Regions from separate parts of the Gossypium arboreum genome. Here region 2 is linked to region 1. Evidence: chromatin contacts called from public Hi-C data. All regions are on one chromosome and are shown on one strand. Each heading gives the region's core, a stretch centred on a gene start, on an enhancer-like site or on the middle of the called end of the contact. The rest is flanking DNA. Distances are from core to core; before and after follow the strand shown. Region 1 holds the start of LOC108461270 (polypyrimidine tract-binding protein homolog 2-like). Region 2 holds the start of LOC108468040.

The links. Hi-C and Micro-C count contacts between places; a contact is called where the count stands out from the background.
Region 2: a contact with region 1 is called in a Hi-C map of leaf, with 2.4 times the contacts expected there. The contact joins the promoter of LOC108468040 here to the promoter of LOC108461270 in region 1. A contact is called at or near these places in 2 of 5 Hi-C or Micro-C datasets (both in leaf).

Annotation. Positions count from the first base shown.
Region 1 is chr8:75,574,123-75,578,462 of ASM2569848v2, forward strand. LOC108461270 (polypyrimidine tract-binding protein homolog 2-like) reads right to left here and starts at 2,841. Exons shown (of 11, transcript XM_017761062.2): 1 at 2,627-2,841; 2 at 2,282-2,525; 3 at 1,972-2,181; 4 at 98-160; 5 at 1-12. The coding sequence starts at 2,467.
Region 2 is chr8:75,914,118-75,918,551 of ASM2569848v2, forward strand. It overlaps LOC108468040, which reads right to left and starts at 3,135. Exons shown (of 2, transcript XM_017768891.2): 1 at 2,583-3,135; 2 at 1,092-1,500. The coding sequence starts at 2,956. The coding sequence ends at 1,395.

The DNA of each region.
Region 1 (4,340 bases), core at 1,591-4,090:
CTGCACCAAAGCCTACATAAAAAGCAGGATATATACTGAGCTTAATTAAAAAGCCAAAAAAAACAACAGATACCAAAAGAAAATTTAATTCATTGACCTGAAATCCAGCTGTCTTCTCAAAGGTAGTAATTTTATGCACAAATCCAAAAGCTGAAAATACCTGCATTATTTAATACTTTTAACAAAGATGAACTAACAAAAATCAAGCAAAAGCACTCCAAAAAGCAATTCCGATCTTCAGTTCTGTAAAAGGTTTGCCAGAAAATAAGGAATAGAGATAAGTTAACATATCCACAACATTCAGCATGGAGACAACAATAGAACTTATTAACAGACTACAGTTTGAGAAACTCAGATTTTACAAGGAAATTGACAAGATCAGGACATGCTAAATTAATTTCACCGGGATGGTGGAACGCCGCAAAAGATGAAAAGAGTGAGGATGAAAAAACCAACGAAGGAGTTCTATGAAACCTCAGAAATTTACAAATAAAACCAGGCTACAGATCAGACTGCTCAAATTTCATTTTTTATCAAGTTCTATAAAATAACAATTCTCTCAACTTATAAGTTAAGAAACTAATTCAATCACCATTCTTCCCTAAGGATAAAATGTAAATCTCCAGTCTCTACCTGCTTCAAATAAATTGCAGCAAACTGCAGACTAGGGGACAGATATTAATTGCTCTAGGGTTTTAATCATTAAAGCCCATGAAGGAGGATGTCAAAGGCAAAAGTTGCTATAAGCACCAGATTCTAGAATCAGAATCAGGCTAACCCCAGGCAGAAAGAAGATACCGCTAACTGAGGACTAACGATAGGCACCTAATTGTAAAAGATTTTGATATATATTTATATATGCATGTATATAGCGCAAATATATACATAGACCACTCATCTCTATAAAAAGTTGGAACGTACCTAAGATAAATAACCTGGTTCTTTAGTAGAACTATATCCAGGCAAACAATTAACTCCTAAAAACAGATGTATAGAAAATAAAAAGAGAAAACTGAGACTGTGACAACTAGCTGCCTCATATTACTCCTATATCATTGAGAGCTTATATTAATAATTATAAATAAAGTTTTATCCCAAAATGGGGAAAGATAAATATGTTAGCATGAGCAGAAACAGACAGAAGGATCTTTCAATCTTTCACAAGCTAATGATGATGACAGTCCAATTCTGTGAATAAAGGGCACAATGGACAAGAACCAAAGCCTGTTACATGGATGATTGGCTGCCTAATCAAAGTTTCTAAAAAGAACTACCAGTTCAGGGAGGCACTTGCCTTAAGCACCTTTTGTTCTAATAAGACAGTGCCTTATGCACCAAAGCATGCACCTCCCTTAATGCTACCATCAATTCAGGGTCTTAGACAATTGTTTGGACATTGCTTCACATAGCCAAGAAATCTGAAGCACTTTACTACCTTGTTCATGTTCAATGAGGAGTGACGATTTTGACACTCAGCAAAACTAGCAACTATTATATCGAACAAATATATAATACAGACCATATATGCAAAAAAAAAATGTAAATGGAGCACAAACTTCATTGGCAGTAGCAGCACAAACAAAAAACATAGTGACACCAAACATCTAAAAAGTCCAAGGGTGATGGATGCACATGAAGAAGAAATGAAAAACAAATCCTAAATGGTAGGAATAGGAGGTAAGTAAGGAAGAGTAAGGAAGAGAGAGGCAGTGTTAAGGAAAGGAGAAAGGAGACAAACACACATGTTCTCTTTCTCACGATGCACTAAGCTGCCATTGGAGATTATTCCCTTGACATGATCCTGCTGATCCATTCACACTCATGTCAAAACACAAAAGCTTTTCTCCAAAAGAGCGTGACAAAAACTACACAACCCTAGTTATTACATGAACTCATATCAAACAACAACTTAGAAATAGTAACTTCACACCCTTCTAAACAAAAAGGAGAAGAGACATACGCCATCCTTACCAAGTGCAATACATCTATGGAAACAAGCCGTGCATCTTGACCTTCGATTGTTACCAACAGTACATTCCCGGCAACATCTGCAGTCGTTTTGTTGTTTACAATTTCTTGCCTGTTAGAATATTGCAGGTAGACCGTTTTACCCCTTACTTGAGCAGGCTCTGAAGATGAAGCATAATACGATATCATGGCAATAGCTTGATTCAAGTCAGCCTAAGAAGGGTAAACAAAAACATATATTTAATTACTAACTTCATTAATATGGTGGAAGAAATTTGACCAGAATTTTAAAAAAAAATCTGATTAAACTTACGAATTCAATGAAAGCTTGATTACGATTGGCTCCAACATTGCACTTGGTGTTAACGACCTTACCAAATGGCTTCCCCAGCTCGATCAACTCTTCCTCCGTACACTCCCATGGCAAGTTTCTCAAATGCAGCACCTTAGATGGGGGTTGAGTGTAACGGAACTGCGGCTGACTTGATACCGAGGCCATCCCGGTCGGAAATCAACCCCTCTAAAAATTTTTGGCAAGAGAAGACAGACCAGAAACCCTAGATGCCAAAAAATATATATGTTTAATTCAAAATCGAAATATATACATAGATCAATCAAAACCAGGAAAATGCAATGAAATTAAGGGAATAAAATAAACCTGAAAACAAAAAGAAACTAATGAGAAAATCCGTGGAAACTTCTGAAGTTCGTTAAGTTAGGGCTTCAAGGAATTTGAGATAAATTGGTATGGTAGATTTTCCGTCTGTCATTAAATTCGTTTTGGTTTTATTAAGGGATGGGCATCGTCCTGGGCTTTTGGCGCCGATGGGCGTTATGTATTCGGGAAGGAGAGATTGGATTGGATTGTATTTTCACTTCTTATATTACTTTTCTTGAGAAACGAAAGGACCGGACTTTACCCGACCCGAGGCAGCGGTTTTTCTTTTCGTTTTGGGCCTTTTGGCCACTAAGGCAGCGTCTTCGGATTCTTAAACTTTGGTGCCCATGTTGCTGTGGAATATAAAAACGTGCAACTGGAGAATTATTTACGACTACTTTTGAAAAATACTAATATTTAGAAAAATTGTTTTTGAAAAATATTTTAAATATTTTAATTTCAGATTTAATTTTTAATATTATTTTAAAAATTATTTTTAAGAAATAAAATGTTCATATTAGACATAATACTATAAAGTAAAATTTGTGTTTAAATAATATTCAAATTAGTTAACATTATTAGATTTCAATAAGAATTTAAAATGATTTATTATAACTTATTATTGATATATAAAATATAAATGATGAATATTTTAAATTAATTACTATTAATAATTATTTATTTGTAAAATTTAATTTGAATATATAAATTATATTTTAAATATTAAAGTATAATAATTACATATTTAAATATATAATGTAATATATTTGAAATAAACTTTGATAAGAAAATAATTGTATAGGTAATTTAAATATTACTTAAAATACATAAGTCATTTGACTCCAAAAGTATTTTTCCCACATCCAAAAACTAAAAATGCTTTTGAGTTTAGGTACAAAAGCATTTTTCATTTCAAAAGTTGTCTATTTAACATTGTTTATGGCTCTAAATAAAGTTTTATTAACCCGTTAAGAAAAATAGAATTTAAGTTTAACTATTACAAATATAAATACAATACAAGTATAAATATATGTCCAAACAAATATAATGTAAAATTAAACCAATTATGAAGCACAATCAATAAACAAAATAAAATAAATTCCATCCATGGTAGATAAATATGTTGAAACTGAAACCTCACATATCGCAATTACACATGACAAAGCTTGAATACGAGTACTCAAAACCTAAAAACTCCATCTTAACCAACAATACTAAAACCTAATTCCCCATTGAAAAAAAAACTCAAAATTAACATTTTCAGTTATTTAAATTTATAAACAAAATTTATGATGATGATCAAAACCACTTAATATAATTTTCTTTTATAAAAATGTGAAAATAATAAGTAAACAATATCTTATTGAAGAAAATTTTATTTTAATTTATTTCTTTTGGCATTATCTTTTAAACATTTCACATTTAAACTTTTGCTTTGTTTAAACTAACTTGAAATGCTTTAACAAATTTAAAGATGAAAATGTAAAATAAAATTTTCATAATTTAAAATTTACATTTACTAAATTTTAATTATATTTTGTACTTAAATATTTTAAGTAATATACTAAATAGATAAGTTAAATTTAGTATTTAATTTTGGATTAATATATTTAGTACCTAAGTTTGACACCTTTTTCTAATGGGGTATCAATGTTATTTCTTGGTCCAATTTGGTACATATATTTGACAAAATTTATATATTTTGGTACCTAAA
Region 2 (4,434 bases), core at 1,885-4,384, 340 kb after region 1:
AACGAGTTCACTTTGTCAAGTCACTTTAGGAAATTTTATGTTGAATAGTATGATTTAATATTTTCAGTAAATATTATACATCAAAAAACATATTTTATATTTATATAAATATAATTTATATTTATATATCATAATTATTTTTTAAATATTATAATAAACTTTTGTATGGAAAATTCTTATTGAAAAAAATAATCTTAATAAACGTAAAAAAAATGATTATTTTATTTTATTTTCTTTCTGCTTTCTACCCTGCCAAGCGAGAGAAGGAAAATAAATATTTCATCCAGTTTTCTTCTATCTTTCAGAGCAAGCATAATTACGGGAAAAAAAAAACATTTTCTATCCTCTTACCTTCTACTATTTAATTTTCTTCACTTTGTCAAGCAAAACGTCATCACCCTGCATTGGTTTGCTTCCTACTGAGACTTCTGGTTAGCATAAGAAACTGTCACGCTTCAACTATCTCACACAAAAAGAAAATTCTTTTAAGAGACAAAAGTCTTCGAACAATATTAAGCTACCGGATAATTCCATATGAATTTGTCCCTTGTATTTCCAGTTCAAAACCAACGCATCATAGCAAATTACTAGAAAAGCTTAATCAATACATGTATATAACAAGCGAGACCCCTGAATTGATAGAGGAGAATCCTCCTCCATCCGATTGGCTTGCTGTGAATAAAGTGGATATCTGTGATTTGCTGGTATCATATTTCTTTGCTTATGCATTATAGAGTTAACTTCTATTATACAGCACCAGTCTGTATACTGAGAAAACTTACTTGGAACAGATCACATATCGGCCTCATGCACCATTAGTTCTTTGAGTCATTAGTTGCATATTTCAAGGAGGGCACAAGATGGGAATAATACTGAAGGACCTACCCTTTTATGGTGACCAAGTTGTCGTGCAGTTGTGCAAGATGGATCAAATTGGAGCATGAGAAGTTGAATCTTGGTGCTTGATGAAGCAGCTGCATCCATTGATAATGCAACTGACTTGATTTTACAAAAGACTATTCGTGCACTGTTTGCAGATTGTACTGTTATCACAGTGGCACATATTCGGAAAATAGGAAAAATAAGCATCATAATAACAACGGACTATGTATCTTTCAATCTGAAATCCATGACAATTTACTTGTAAAATGCCCTTAACTTGCTCAGCACAATCCAAGAAACTAGGACAAGATCACTATGTCATCACAGCAAGACGGATATGAAAAAAATGGGTGGAAAAATAACAACCAGAAAAGGATAAAACGCATAAGATCAGAAATTTGCAGTGCTCTGATATCCTCAAAGTTTAGCAAGTGGATAAAGTATTTGACATCTAAAACACTATGCAACTGCTGTAATGAAGTTATACATGAAGAGGAACTAATTATAGGTCTTTATGGTCCCCCAAGTATTGCATTTTCAATATCCTCTCTACTCAATGCATAACTAAATCTCCTTTCCACGTCTCTTTCGAGATTCCCAGGTCCACTCTTCAAGTACCTGCCGCACATGATACAATCTTCTCAGCCCAATCATAGATAAAATTTTGGATGAGGTTGGGAAGAATGATGTATAACACTTTTCACTTATTTTTATTCATTTCCCTTCCAATCCCCCCTCCCCATATATATATATAATGTTTGGGGCATTTAATTAAATTACACCAGGATCATCAAGCGATCAAATGCAGCAAGGTCAATTGTGTTTAAAGGTCTTAATGAATTCACTAAACAGAAATGATTCCTTTAGCAGTTCATCTCAGAGGAAGATAAGGCTTGATTCACCCTAAGAACCAATGATATGTATATATCAGCCAAGATCTAGAGGGACTTAAGCCTCATCTAAAAGAGGACCTATAGTTAACATCCAAAATCTTTTGCTCATTCTCTCTAACCAAGAGCATCAATTTTCCACCATATCTTTTTTTCTCTTAGTTTATGGACTTCTATCCCACTCTCTTAATTTATGCAAAAACGAGATACAGTGCAAGAAAGAACTGTAAGAAGGGGATTAACATTCATGGTTTTTTGCTTCCTAAGTCTAATGCTAAGGTTGATATGCAAGCGGGAAGCATGACCAGCATCCTTGCAGCAATGATTATGATATCCTGCTAACACTTGTAGAAAGTAGAAATGGCCAGACCTTCCAAACTTTATCCCTATCCTTAATCACTACTTTTTGAATGCCTGCTCTGTTTAACCAAATAGAACTTGGTCAAGTCAACTAAAATTTGTCATTATCAACCTCTATTGCTAGTATTTCACATTAATCACAACAATATTAAATGAAACCTTCTTATTCTATACATGGATGCAATAGCTGCAATTTAGAAATTATATGTTCGCTTATGGTAGTTATTAGAAGTAACAGAATGTTTGCTCCAAAATAGAAACTAAACACATCAACCTTTAGCAGGAAAAGAAAAAGAAGACGCCACAAAACTTTACCTTTAACAGAAGAAATTCTTTAAACTCAATCAACGATCAACAAAATAAACATACCCATCTCAAATTAAAATGGAAAAAAAAAATACTAGACAAAGAAAATCGCTTTAAAAATCCTAAAAGAGGCCATAAATTTACCTTATATAAAGTTCAGTGATATCAAGAGATAACTGGGCATGCCAATCAGGTTTTTCAATCAACAAAACAGCACGGTCCTCTCTGCTTTGATAAAACCCTAAGCTCCTAAGCCATGCTTCAATGCAAGGCAAGCTGTGAGAGTAAAGTGGCTTGTTCTTATCCGGGAGTCTGCTGAGCCACTCATCTTCAGCGGTCGGCAACTCCCCAGCTTCTGATGATTTTGAAGAAACAAAGGTTGCAATTTTCCTTTGGCACTGAGAAACAGAGTGAGGGAATGATAGAGATTTTCTGAAAACAGAAAAAGGGGGAAATTTTGGATGAGTTGCTGAGGCTTGCGAAGTAATGATTAACTTTGAGACATGAAAAGCAGACATTTTTTATTTTTCTGGTTCTTCTACTTTTAATTGCTATTACTTTTTGGTCGATAGATTGTTAAAAATTAAAATTTTCATGAGTTTTCAAGGGAAGACAATAGAGTGATGGTTGAACTGGAAACTGGAGTATGGTTCACAGTGTAAACTAAACCCCATTCCGTTATCTTCCATGTATGTATACGGTTGTATTGGGGATTAGGGAATTTTCCTATTATTTTTTTTTGAAAAAGTATAAAAAAAATCCAAAATTTATGAAAGGATAAACTACGCATTTAGTCACTTTGGAATAGTTCAAATTGCATTTTTATCATTGAACTTTAACAAATTACAATGTGATCACTAATGTTTTTGAAAATTACAATATATTCACTAACGTTATTGATTTATTACATTTAGATTACTAAACTGTCATTAGCCATTAATGGCACAAGATGGTGTGTCACCTTATAGCATCATTTTAGGAGAAACTGTAACACCTCTTACCCGTATTCGATGCCGAAATAGGGTACGAGTGGAAACACAAAAATATACACACTTAAATTCATGCAGTTTCAGTAAAATTATTGTCGAAAAATATATAATTATTATAAAATAATTATTTTGGACTTAAATTATTAACATAATGAATTTTAAATAATTTTATAATAAATTTTGATTAATTTTGATCATTTTCGACAGATTTGCACAAAGGACGAAAGTTAGCTTGACAGACACTACTAGAAGCGCAAAATCGAAAAGTAATTTTTGAAGCATCAAGACGACTGAATTTTTCAGCTAAAGATGGTCCAACTTATGTGTTATTTCATAATATAATTAATTTCAATTTATATCCAATTTAATTTGGATTAAATAAATTATTATTAATTAATTATTAAAAAGTGGTCCAGTTGAGCCGAACCGAGTGAACCGAATTAACCAAGAAGTGGACAGCCCAAAACCGTCCATATGCTGACCCAAATCAGCTTATTGGCTGATTATTTAGCTTACAAAGAGGCCTTTGAAGACTTGTTCAAGTTGCAAACAAACCCCTCCACAATTGGTGGCTTTATAGATTTGCCCCAAGCCTAAATTAGCAAAGTTGAAACTATCAACCTTGCCACATGTGTGGCCGGCCAAAGCTCTTTGGTTGATAATTTTAGCTATTTTTAGTAGCCCTCTTTAGCTATAAAAACCCCCTTAGGCTGGTCATTTGAAACACACCTCAAGCATTCAAATCTTTTCTCTTTTCTCTCCACTTTCTCTCTTCTTTTCCATTCCAAATTCCCTTTGTAACACCCCTTACCCATGTTCTAAGCCAGAACAAGGTACGGAATATTACAGATCACGAAAACATGAATTCACACATTTACCTGATCTTACGTAATTAATTCCTCTAGCTTGAACAAAAATAGATAACATTAACAGATATACATAAGTACAAGTAAATTATCAAATTTTGAAAAGTAATATTTTAAAACAAATTATTTATGACACATAAC